Linked DNA regions of Mus musculus: regions 2 and 3 are each linked to region 1. A link is a contact called in public Hi-C and promoter capture Hi-C data. All regions are on one chromosome and are shown on one strand. Each heading gives the region's core, a stretch centred on a gene start, on an enhancer-like site or on the middle of the called end of the contact. The rest is flanking DNA. Distances are from core to core; before and after follow the strand shown. Region 1 overlaps Gm34114 (a long non-coding RNA gene). Region 2 holds the start of Kera (keratocan). Region 3 has its middle 28 kb from the start of Lum.

Evidence for each region. Promoter capture Hi-C pulls out the DNA fragments that hold promoters and counts their contacts. A called contact is a pair of places that touch in the nucleus more often than the background predicts.
Region 2: a contact with region 1 is called in a promoter capture Hi-C map of cranial neural crest. The contact joins the promoter of Kera here to the enhancer-like site in region 1. A contact is called at or near these places in 7 of 39 promoter capture datasets (the 3T3-L1 cell line, cranial neural crest, embryonic stem cells and 4 more).
Region 3: a Hi-C map of the N1E-115 cell line shows a contact between it and region 1, with 3 times the contacts expected there. The contact joins two enhancer-like sites. A contact is called at or near these places in 1 of 15 datasets of contacts at CTCF or cohesin (the NIH/3T3 cell line), 1 of 484 Hi-C or Micro-C datasets (the N1E-115 cell line) and 3 of 115 datasets of contacts at active chromatin or transcription factors (fibro-adipogenic progenitors, heart atrium and vascular smooth muscle cells).

Annotation. Positions count from the first base shown.
Region 1 is chr10:97,395,953-97,399,823 of GRCm38.p6, reverse strand. The region is part of intron 3 of Gm34114 (a long non-coding RNA gene); the gene reads left to right. Among named protein-coding and RNA genes, the nearest start is that of Mir3966, 26 kb to the left of the region's middle. Within about 2 kb of position 2,068, at least 17 of the 459 cell types and tissues checked have an H3K27ac peak or open chromatin away from gene starts, as enhancers often do. A contact at or near this core is called in the N1E-115 cell line, where this site is marked.
Region 2 is chr10:97,605,193-97,609,063 of GRCm38.p6, reverse strand. Kera (keratocan) reads right to left here and starts at 1,859. Exons shown (of 3, transcript NM_008438.3): 1 at 1,687-1,859; 2 at 1-291. The coding sequence starts at 283.
Region 3 is chr10:97,536,036-97,539,906 of GRCm38.p6, reverse strand. No RefSeq gene overlaps it. Among named protein-coding and RNA genes, the nearest start is that of Lum, 28 kb to the left of the region's middle. Within about 2 kb of position 2,251, at least 21 of the 459 cell types and tissues checked have an H3K27ac peak or open chromatin away from gene starts, as enhancers often do. A contact at or near this core is called in the N1E-115 cell line, where this site is marked.

The DNA of each region.
Region 1 (3,871 bases), core at 819-3,318:
CTAGCATGCCCAGCATCATTAAACTGACTCTTTCCAGAGCTCTCTAGCCTGTTGAATGCCATGGCACTGGTTTCTTCGGCCACTTCTGTGACCACTTTTTCCTTTCTTTTGTGCCAGTTTGGCTCACACTTATCTGCCTGTCTCTTAAACACTGAAAGCAGTTGTGGCTCAACCCTGAGACCACTCCTTTTTTGACAGTAAATGGCATTTCCTTGCCATCTTATCCAGGGAACTGTTTCTTGTATTTTAACCTCCATTGCATTTAACTCTAACAACTCTAGGCTCAACTATAACACTGTCTCTTAGGTCTTTGTTTTAATTATTCACAGACAATTCAAACATTTTGTCCCTCTTGAGGGAAGACTCAAGGGAACAAACATGCCTGAAGATGCCAGTTGCTGCAATAAAACAAAGGAAAATCATCTGTGGATACAAGATGAAGAAGATAGAGAGCAGGAATAGGATATATTTTCAATGAAAACAGTGAGATTACTTTTAAAATTGAATGAATTCAGTGTTGAACAAGTCTCTAAGTGAGGTACAAGGCCTTTCATTATTTTGGAGTGTAAAATTAGGTATAGCTTATAATATTAAAAGTAACAAGGGAAAATGTTGTATAAAATAAGCAAAGGACAACAACTAAAAGTTTGAAAACATGTCAAACAGACTAAGGAGAGATAATAGAGAATTTAGAAATGGACATATCAGCCATATATTCAGTTATCCAGTTTAACAGAGGCACTCATATACATATACTCATATATGTAGGTGTTGATACATATGCATGCATAGAAATGCAAACACAAACATAGAGTTACACATATATAAAGCAGCTAGACATGCATAGATGAGGTTGTGTCTGTTTTTAACTGCTTGGGTTTAATTGGACAGTCCATACTGCTGCTTATATAATTCAATACTATAGTAATCTTCCCTTCAGAGTTAGAAGTCATTCTAAAATGGTGATTTCAATAAGCTGGTCACGTGTAGTTTCTCACTGAGAATTTATGTTCATGTGTATTTATCTTGCAATAACTATTAAAGCTCTGTACATGTGCACTGGCCTACTAACATATGCATATTTGTTTCCCACAAAATTATTTTCAATATAATTCTCAAAAATTAAGAACCCAGCGGCCATATGGATATTTTTTTGCTTGGCTCATAAGCAATTCATAGAATATACAGAGACATTAAGAAAAAAATGAGTTTACATAGGTTATTCTTCCCATTTTAATATATAAACATCAATCTCTAAAGGTTCATTAAATAACAAGCACAAAATGAAACAAAGATAATCACAGTTTTTTCTTAAAAAAAAAAAAAAAATCCAGACAAAACCAAGCAAACAGAAAAAAAAAAAATAAGAAACAGAATCCTGTTTCTTGTTCAAGCTGGCCTTGAACTCACTGTGTAGCCAAGGTTGGTCTTATACTTGGAACAGTCCTTGTCATTGTACCTAATTGATCCTGATGTCTACATAGAAAAATTACAACATTGTATTGAAATAAAATAAAATAAATGGGAGGATTATAGTCTGGTGGTATCTTTTAGAGTTCTTTGAACTCTTGGCCTGCATCTCCTGACCTGACACAGGATCTCTGGAAATGTAAGACTTTTATTTTATTTTTTTTGCACCATTGCTTACAAAGACAAAGACTGGAAACTCTCTGAGTGCCAGGATTAGTGGGGCCATATTTTATCTTGGCCTGTGAAGTGTTGCCTCAAACACTCAGAGGAATAAGCACAGGAAGCTACAGGAAAACACAGCCTTATCTTAGTTTTGTACAAATATTGCCACACAACCCAATTATCTGGTTTGTACCAAAACATCGTTAATCTGTTATTCTCTGAAAGATGTACGTGCCTGGAAAAGGCTGGGTAAAGTTGGAAAAAACATTTTAAACTTGAATTTTCCCCTACTTTTATGAGTTCCTTTGTTGCAAGTCTTTGAAATGTAAAAATGTCTAAAGAAGAAAATGATTCTCTTCATGATACATCATATGCAATGCACCTTTCCTTTGCCTCTCTCCGCTCTCTCCTATGTAAGCTCCCACACTTGGCTTCCCTATGGCTACCTCCCAACACCAGTTGCTTCTTGTCTGCTTTCATTAAGGACTCTTGAAATGGGTAAGCACTGCCAGCCTCTCCTTTGGTACTTGTTCTTACATTCTGCAAGCATTAACGTTGTGCTAAGATGATTCTGCAGGCCACTTTTCAAAGGGTATTCGGGTAAATCCTCTCCACTTACACCACGTTTATCTATGAACTCACCACAGCTCCCTGTTCCCCTTTGTGTTTACATACAGATTTCATCTCGTTTCTTTATGTATTGCCAGAACCCAAAGGCACAGTTTTCTCTTCAATGCATTCCAATTTCCATAGTACTGTAGGATTTGCTGGCTCGATTTTCTAAGAGACAGCCAGCCCTTTTATTGAATTACAAAGACTGGAGATTTAACCCAAGATAAATGTTTAATATTGCTCTGGTCCTGGCAAGCATCAGACGCTTGTTGAAAGAGTAGACCTACCTCTAAGTTGAAAGCAGCTTGCTTGAACCTCCAAGTATACATTCCACTTACGAGGGCTCAGTCACTGTAGGCTCTGACTCACCTTGACAACCTTACCCTTCTTTTCACTTGAGTTCTTTCTTCCCTCTGGAAACTGGAAAAGACTACAGACTCGAAGATCATTCATTTTTCTGTCTCTCTGAACAGTGTGCTGATTTCATGTTCTTGTTCTTGACATCCAAAATATCCCGATGGGAACACAAAACTTCTCTGTATGATTCTTTATATGTGACCAAGGTAGTTTAATCTAGTAAACTTGCATCTAAAGAGTAGTTATGCAAACAAATCTGCCTCACATTGCCCTTCCATGGAGCCACTGGGGGAGAAGAAAACTTCACAACTTCCATGTCTAAACCTTCTTCTGGGCTTTCTTCCTACTTTATAATCACTCTGTTGCTTTTTCCTTTTAATGTCTATTTTTAAAATAATGTTTTTATTTATTCTTTGATAATTTCATACATGATATTTCAGATATTTCAGTCATATTCATGCCTCTTTTCCAACTTCTTCCAGATTCTCTTCTACCCCTATCCATTAAATGCCATGTCCTCCCTCTCTCTCTCTCTCTCTCTCTCTCTCTCTCTCTCTCTCTCTCTCCCATAAAGTAAAACTAAACAAATTAACAACAGTAACAACAAAAGCAAACAAACAAAAACCAAAACCATGGAAAGCAGTTTGTGCTAACTCTTCCTAAGCATGAGGCCTATGTGGTACATATACCAGATATCATTACATTGAACAAATCAACTGACTTTCTCTCTTCCAGAAACAATAACAATCAAATGTTAATACCTCCTTAGCTAGCATTAGGAGGTGGGTTTGTACCTACTTCCCCTCCTCAGTTCTGGGATTATTGTCTGTCTTGATCTTGAACACATCTCGTACACAACATAGTACCCATCTGATGAAGTTTTAGCCCTTGGTTCTTCATTTTGAATCTGTTATCTTTATTATTTTTAATAATGCATCTGTGTGTGCATATATGTATAGGCATGTGAATGTGGTGCTTACAAAGACCCAAGGCATAGAATTCCCCTGGAACTGTAGCTACAGATGGTTGTGAGCAACCAGATATGTGTTGAAAACCAAATGTGGGTCACTGTGCTTACAGAGACCGAAGGCATAGGATATTTGTGAGTCACCAGATATGTGCTGGAAACCAAATGTGGGCCCTCTGTAGAGCAGTACATGTTCTTATCCACTTAGCCATTGTTTCGTAACAAACTACTCTGTTTGACATCATCTGTCTGCTCTACTTTTAAAGATTAAAAGATTATGTGTGAATGGATGTCTGTGTGATT
Region 2 (3,871 bases), core at 610-3,109, 210 kb before region 1:
CATTCTCAAAGGGCTTCTCTGGTATGGATTCAATCAGGTTGTTTTCCAGGTAGAGGTACCAGATCCTTGAAGGAATAGGAGGGATTTCTGTGAGACCTCTGTTCTCACAGTATAAGGCAGTAGGGAAACTGGGAGGACAGAAGCATTCTCTGGGACAATAGAAGTCGTCGTGGACATCCCAGTCCTCTGGGTCCTGTATTTCATAGGCCTGTCTCACACTCTGTGTCCACACAGTATCTGCTATGAGTAACACCCAGAGTATTAAACAGTTTGGGGTTGCCATTACAGCACCTGTGGAATAAGCAACAAGTGTTACGAATAATCCATTAGTCTTTAAACACTTGCATGCATCAAATCCGTATGCGTTGTTTCCTTACAGGAAAGCTGAGAGTATCAACTTCCCATCCAGGCATAGAAACGAAGTCACATTTATTGAGTACCCATCATAGGAAAAGCACTTTACAGACACTGAAAGAAATCCACAGCCACTGAGCAATCTGGGTTGAACTGAGTCATAGCGATGGCTGAGAAACGGAAAGCAAAGCTCAGCAACTTTAAGTGCTTTTCCATTTCAAGTTATTAATTCAAGAAACTTCACTGAAACCAGTAGTGAGTATAAAAGAACAAACCGTGAACTAACAAGCGAAGTGGAGACTTCGTTCCTCAGAGATGGGCATCTGCATGTGCTTTTATTTTTACCCTTAAATGAGCCAACATCTGGAGGATATTTTCCAGGTTCTTTGGCCCATGGACCAAAGACATGTAGAGATCAAAGGACAATTTAGAAGGTTATGGTGAAGGAAGGGTCTAGGATCTGAAGAAAAGTGTGTGACTCATCTCTGATTCTGAACTTTTCAGGTAAGTTTTCCTTTTGAGAAAGAGTTGTATAGCTTTAAGTACAGTATCAGAATCAAGATGGGCAGCCATGAAATGGAATATGAATTGTCTCACATAACCATTATCTCCTATATAATTCTTACAATCTCCTTCATTTAGACTTTCTATTTTGAACAAATGCATATATATATGCTCATGACTGTATATGACAGAAATTGCATATACTGCCAATGTATTACTTATGTTTATTCAAATATTGCATAAATAATCAGGATAAGAAAGAATAAAAAATATTTAGAACATAGGTCAGAAATTCCCCTATACTTATAGGTCCAATATAGATACTAACAAAAACTAGTTTAATACATTCTGGTGTATGATAATTTTAGAGGAGAGAAACTTTCCCCATTGAATAGCACCCCATATAACAGTCACAAAGAACTACTGTCTCGAGAAAAATATAAGTATAGTAAGTATTTTAAAGACACTATTATAACATATGTGTTACACACACATATATAAACGTTTCAATTTCCCTAATATACATTTAGCTATACCAACGAAGCGCAAATACATTTCACTGATTCATAGGGACCTGAAAATAAAATCACTTATTAATGTTGGCCTTTAATTCCTCCCATTAAAGTCCAGGTCTGCTTCTGCAAGCTGTCAGAATCCCTCTGGCTGCAGAATGCTCCTCTGGATGGCTTCCAACAAAGAAAATCTAATTTTTTTTCAAAGTAGAATCATGCATTTTTTGCATTAATTATTGAAATTGTAATCTTGAATCTTTTGAATCAGAAGTCTTAATTCCAACCCAAAAGTTGTAAAAAGTACAAAATAGTTTACCTTGCTTTCCAGGAATATACCGTTGAGTCCTGTGGCTGGTGTTAGGTTAGCTAAAATAAGTTGATGGGGGATAACAAAAAGAAAAAAAATGTTTTGACTTTATGCTATTAAATCTCCAGTCTGAAAAAAAATGAAAAGTAGGATGACTGGTCACCAAGAAGAGCTTTTGATGTATTGTTTCCACTCTGACAGGCTTCAGGATGGCTTACCTCAGCCCTCTTGGATCTTCTCCTTCCTTTCCTATTGGTCACTGCTGCTCCCAGTAATGAATTGACCCAATCTTTGCTGTCAGATTTTTAGAGTCCTTTGTAAGGTGTGTGCACTGTTGGCTCCAATTTCAACCCATCCAACAATTCCAGTACCTTGTCACCTATGAAGCTCAGCAAAGAAAAATTTTCTTTTAAGTCCACGAATGTTTTTCAATAGTCAAGGGAAGTTTTCCTCTTACTCCACAATTCCAGGGATGTTAAAATGCACTGATGTACAGATCTGATCCACCAGGCAGCAACTGAGTAGAATTTTAATTGTAACGAAAACAAAAGATTTGGAAATGTGTTTTTTTTTCTCTAAATGATCTTTTAAAACAATTAAACACAAAAGTAAAGGCCAATGTATTCTGCTCATGTGGACATATTTTATTCATCTCTGATATGAAACAGATGCTGGAATCTTTTTATTAAGGAAAACATACATTTGCAAAAAATTAAAATCCTCCCTGAGTAGCTATAGCTCATCTAAGTACTGAATTTGGTAATCACCTTTGTTCTACAGAATCAATTTTATGTCTATATTCCACACTCCTTAATAATAACTTTAAGTAACTAATAAGACAGGAGGTCTTTTACTATTATATTTTAGCACATGTTTTGCATTCAGTGACTTAAAAGGCATTCTGGTGCAGTGGCTTCATTTATTTAACATATGGGTAAGTTCTTCTATTTATCACGTTCAAGGGGAGAAAGCAGAAATTCTGTTCATGGGGAGTGGGGGGGGATGCAAATAAACCCTGTCTTGCGTGGGGCTGTGCTCTGTTGACTGTAGTCATTTTGTTTGAGAAGTGTAGGCTACCAAGTGGTAAAAGACTTTAATGACTACGCCCCAGCAACACTGTTCACAGGAGTTGTATCAAAGACAGAGGGCACTGTTGTGGAAGGGCCTTTCTAAACCTACCTTTCCCTGATCTTATGTGGGTCAATTAGAACTCAGTTGTATCATCTACACATCAACAATGGACTACTTAACAAATTTAGGTTTGAAAAAACAATAAGTAAATACAGGTACAAGGCTTTCTTTGGAATTTGTGCTATACACCTAGCTAGAAAAGACACACGTGGTAATGGCTGCAGATTAAATAAGGGATGATTCATCCAAATCTCTTCATATCCCTGCTCGTACACTCAGGACATAATTTTAATAATAAGTTAGATATTTTTTACTCTTTTTTCAAAACCAACCCTCTCTTTTCTAAATCATGTTTGGTCTTTTTGTTTGTTTGTTTTCTATTCTCCCTGTTTCTTTTTATTTTTCTAAACTCATGGGATAGAAGTGAGATGGGACGTTCGAATCTACACAGTTCCAAAGTTCCAACTTTCTTTCGGAACAAACTGACAGGTCATTTCTAAACTTATTACCCAAATATTTCTATGTATTCAGTGGGAAAAATCAGTGCATTCCACTTATGTCTCCAGTCTATTTTCCATCCACTGTTCCACTTACAATCTACTCATTGAAATGCGATTTCTAGTTCTGTCATTTCTTTACATAGTTCTAACAAAATAAGTCTTGATCTACACATGCACCAATTTACTGAAACCTTCCTGAGCCTCTTACAGGCCCCAGGACAGTACCAAACCACCTAGTTCATTCAATTTTCCTCTAATGGGATGTCACTGTCTCCAATATAGTTTCCCCATTCATTAAATCCCCTTTTATCTGCGTCTTGGGGCTGTGTTCCTTCTTTTTAACACTATGTATAATTCTGGATGTGCTTCTAAGCATATAAAGGTTCTGAGTTGCTGCCTGCTATTCTGGGGCATTTCCTGATGTATACACAATTCCTATATGATTCCATCCGCCTTTCTGTTACAATGTCTCTTAAACAAGTTATCTCCAAAATAGCCATGGAATAAAACCAGCATGCCAACATATGTTTATCTACCTACTAGGTAGAAATGATAACTATGGA
Region 3 (3,871 bases), core at 1,002-3,501, 140 kb before region 1:
AAAATAAAAAATGCTATATATTCTATTGAAATTCATAGGTTCCAGTGTTTTTTTTGCTACTGTATTGGGTTTTTTGTTTGTTTGTTTGTTTGGTTGGTTGGTTGGTTGGTTTGTGTGTGTGTGTGTGTGTGTGTGTGTGTGTGTGTGTGTGTGTGTGTGTGTGTGTGTACGTATTGATGTCATCATCTAAGAAACACAGATTTACATTTTCCTTCTTGGTATTTATTTATTTACTTGTTTGTTTGTTTGTTTTAGTAGTGTACTGTTGAGGACTTTTTGATCAATATTTAGTAAAAGTCATAATGGTTATTTTTGTGATCTTAAAAGAGCATTCTGTCTTTCTTTGTTAACAATGTGTCTGCTAGCCGGGTGTGGTGGCACACGCCTTTAATCCCAGCACTTGGGAGGCAGAGGCAGGCAGATTTCTGAGTTCACCTGCAGCCTGGTCTACAGAGTAAGTTCCAGGACAGCCAGGGCTACACAGAGAAACCCTTTCTCGAAAAAAACAAAACAAACAAAAACAAAACAAAACAAAACAAACAAACAAAAAGAAACCAGAGTGTCTGCTAACTTGCTTCTAATTTCCGTGATAGGCACCTTTGTTGCAATTTATGCTTAAGGCTGTGAACCTGAGGATACATGAGTTGTATACACAGATGCAAAAGCCGTCCAGAATAAACTTGTGCACAAAATTTAGTCTATATGACTCCTCTGCATTGTTCTGGCAGAGGCCGGATGGTGTCTGGCAGTGGCTGTTCAAGTTTCCACCCGGCAACTTAGACTGCCTGCCCACTCTTTCTGTACTCTTGAGACCTGAGTCTGCAGGAGCCACGAAGGAGGCTCTATTTTTCTTATCATTTATGTTACAAGAGTGTGCCTTTGTGACATGTGTGGGATGGAATGCATAAATAGAAGAAGAGAAAATAAAGGAAGAGAAAGAGAAATAGGAGCCAGTGAGGACAGATCCCGGAAAAGATCAGTTTCCTTCACCAACACGTCCAGCTCTGTGGCTCCTTTCCCTGTGGAGAACAGGAGATGCTTACATTTGCTCACATAGCCACATTCATAAATATATCAATTCCCTTGTGAATCTCTCAGCCCTGATTGGCTTTTCTTACCACAGTATTATTCATTATCAATTGAGAAACAGCAATAAGAATAGTTGCATATATACAAGTCTAAACCAAACACAACCATGCAAAACGCAGAGCACTCCGTTTGTAAGTTACTCTAACACCAGAGAGTGGGTCTAACCCGACAGCAGCCTGCTGTTCTGAAGAGTTAAAAGAACCAGTTCCAGCCAGATTGTTGCAATTGAGAGTTTCATTCTTTTTATTTTTATTCGCCATTAGCTTTCCTATTCAGGTATGTTAATTCATACCTGCAATTCCAACATTTGTGAGACTGACAGAGGGAGATTGCTGTAACCTCCAGGCCAAGCTGTGTTCCACTGCGATACTGTCTAAAACAAACAAAAATGAAGTATTCCACTGTATACAAGTGAAGGAATGCAGTTGGAAGACACAGTTGTTGCCCTAGGTGAGATAAACCAGACACGGAGGGACACAAGATTCATGGTTCCGCTCATAAGTTTAATCTACAAAGCTGGTCTCACAGAAGCTGAGAAGAGAAAGGGGCTGCCAGAGCTGGGGAAAGGATGGGGAGAGACTGAGCATCTCTTGATGCTTCAAGAGATGAAAATAGAAAGCTCTGGTATGTTCTTAAAAGCATGCTGATCTCAGACACTGATAATGAATGGAATCTTAAAAAAATAAAACTGGAATATTGTGATGTCTTTGCCCATGAAGAAATGACTAATATTTGAGGAGTTAGTGATGCTTAAACTGACTTGTTCTTGTTGTTGTTGTTGCTTATTTTGTTCTTCTCAGACAGGGTCTCACTATGAAGTCAGGTGGACCAGACCTCACCATGGAAACCAGGCTGGCCTCAAGCTCACAGTTCTCCTTTTGCTCCTTCCTCCTAATGGCTAGAGTAGCGGGTATGCATCATCACATTCAACCAACTTGATTTACAAATTACACATCGTGCATGAAATGGAAGGTCACATGTCATCTCCTTGATATGCACTCTCTTGTGTTTTGATTCATCTATCACAATATAAAATGTGCAAAAACGGAAGAAATAAAATAAAAAGCACCAGAAATTCACAAAACACTGTTCACTGCATTGCCACCACTGCCGTCTGACCAAGGTCTTTGGCATGTCCAGTGAAGAAAATGTAGAAATAGATACTTGATGATGGACTATGATACTATGACTAAGGACTGGTAACAAAAATGGGATAGGTACTTTTCTTCCCCAGGCTGCCTTTGGTCATGGTGTTTTCAGTGTAAATGAAACCAAATCAGAACTATGCTTTATGTATAACATAGATACTTGTATTTGTATTAATGTTTCTAGCTGTGCATCCCAAGTAAAGGGCCCATTTCTCTTAAAAAACGAAAAAAGAAATAGACACTAACATCTGGAGAAAATGTTTGCTCTGTGGAAACCACAGCAGCCTGCAAGCTTGAGCTGACTCACAGATGCTCACGGGAGAAATCATTAATTTCCTCTTCAGAGAAACCACTGCTTTATTAGCATCCATCTTTGCAAAATAAAACTCTCACCAATGAGAGCTGCTGACTCCAGGAAGGAATAACTTTCAAAGCTATTCCTATCAATCCAGATGTTGTGAGAAGTTTTAGTTTTTAAAAACAAAAGCAGCATCCGGAAACATCTGGAGTCCTGCATTTGTTTGTCATTTCCTGATTCCAAGTGAAAGCTGTCCTTTGACTTGTAGGTGGCCTGGCATTTGTTACAGTGTTCCAGATGACTGTCCTGAAGTGGGATCAGCCACAGGAAATTTAATCTACAGTGATGATGCAATATTTTTTTTTACTTTAATTTCCTCTTAGGACCTTCTTAGATATTGTTATTTAACTTAATTTTAAAAACATTGTTGTAGCCAGATGTGGTTTTCCGTGCCTGCAATTTAAGCACTAGGAAAGCTGATGCACGAGGGTCATAAGTTCAAGATTAGCCTCTGCTACATGATGAAATTCCTGTCTGAAAAGAGAAAGGAAAAGGAAAGAAGGAAGGAAGGAAGAAAGGAAGAAAGGAAGGGGAGGGGAGGGGAGGGGAGGGGAGGGAAGGGAAGGGAAGGGAAGGGAAGGGAAGGGAAGGGAAGGGAAGGGAAGGGAAGGGAAGGGAAGGGAAGGGAAGGGAAGGGAAGGGAAGAGAGAAAAATGCAGAAGTAATATTTTGAGTTTATCTTTTAAATCAGGACATAAGACACTTTGTTTTCTTCAAATCCAGCATACTTTCTGCAACATTCTAACTCCTCACCAAACACGTGGATTCATTAAACAATTAACTAAGTTGTCAGACAGAGACTTTCTTTCCATTTTCTTTCATAAAAACATGTTCAGATTGAAAGAGTTCACCTCTCACCCCTCACCTACACACTGTATGAAAAGAGAAAGAAAAATAAATTTTTTCAAGACTTCTTTTTACTCATTCTTTTTATCAGATCAAGTGATCATATGTGTTCTTTATAAGCAAATGATTAATGTAACCTAATTGTCTAAATGTGCCTCTTAGTTTCCCATGAGATATGGCTTCAGCTATGAAATTCACACATTTTTATGGTTTTGCAGTTACACATGCTTATACAGTTAATGCCTGAACCCCACTAAGATCGCCTGCACTTTCAGGAATATGCTATTTTCTCTTTTAGTACTGTCCATTCGTGACTGTGAAACCATCATTGAGTTATCAAGCAGCCTTCAGGGAAGTTCGAGCAATGCTTTTGCTGATGTGAACTCTTGAGGGACCAGAGACTTTTACACAATCTTAAATTCGCAAGAGA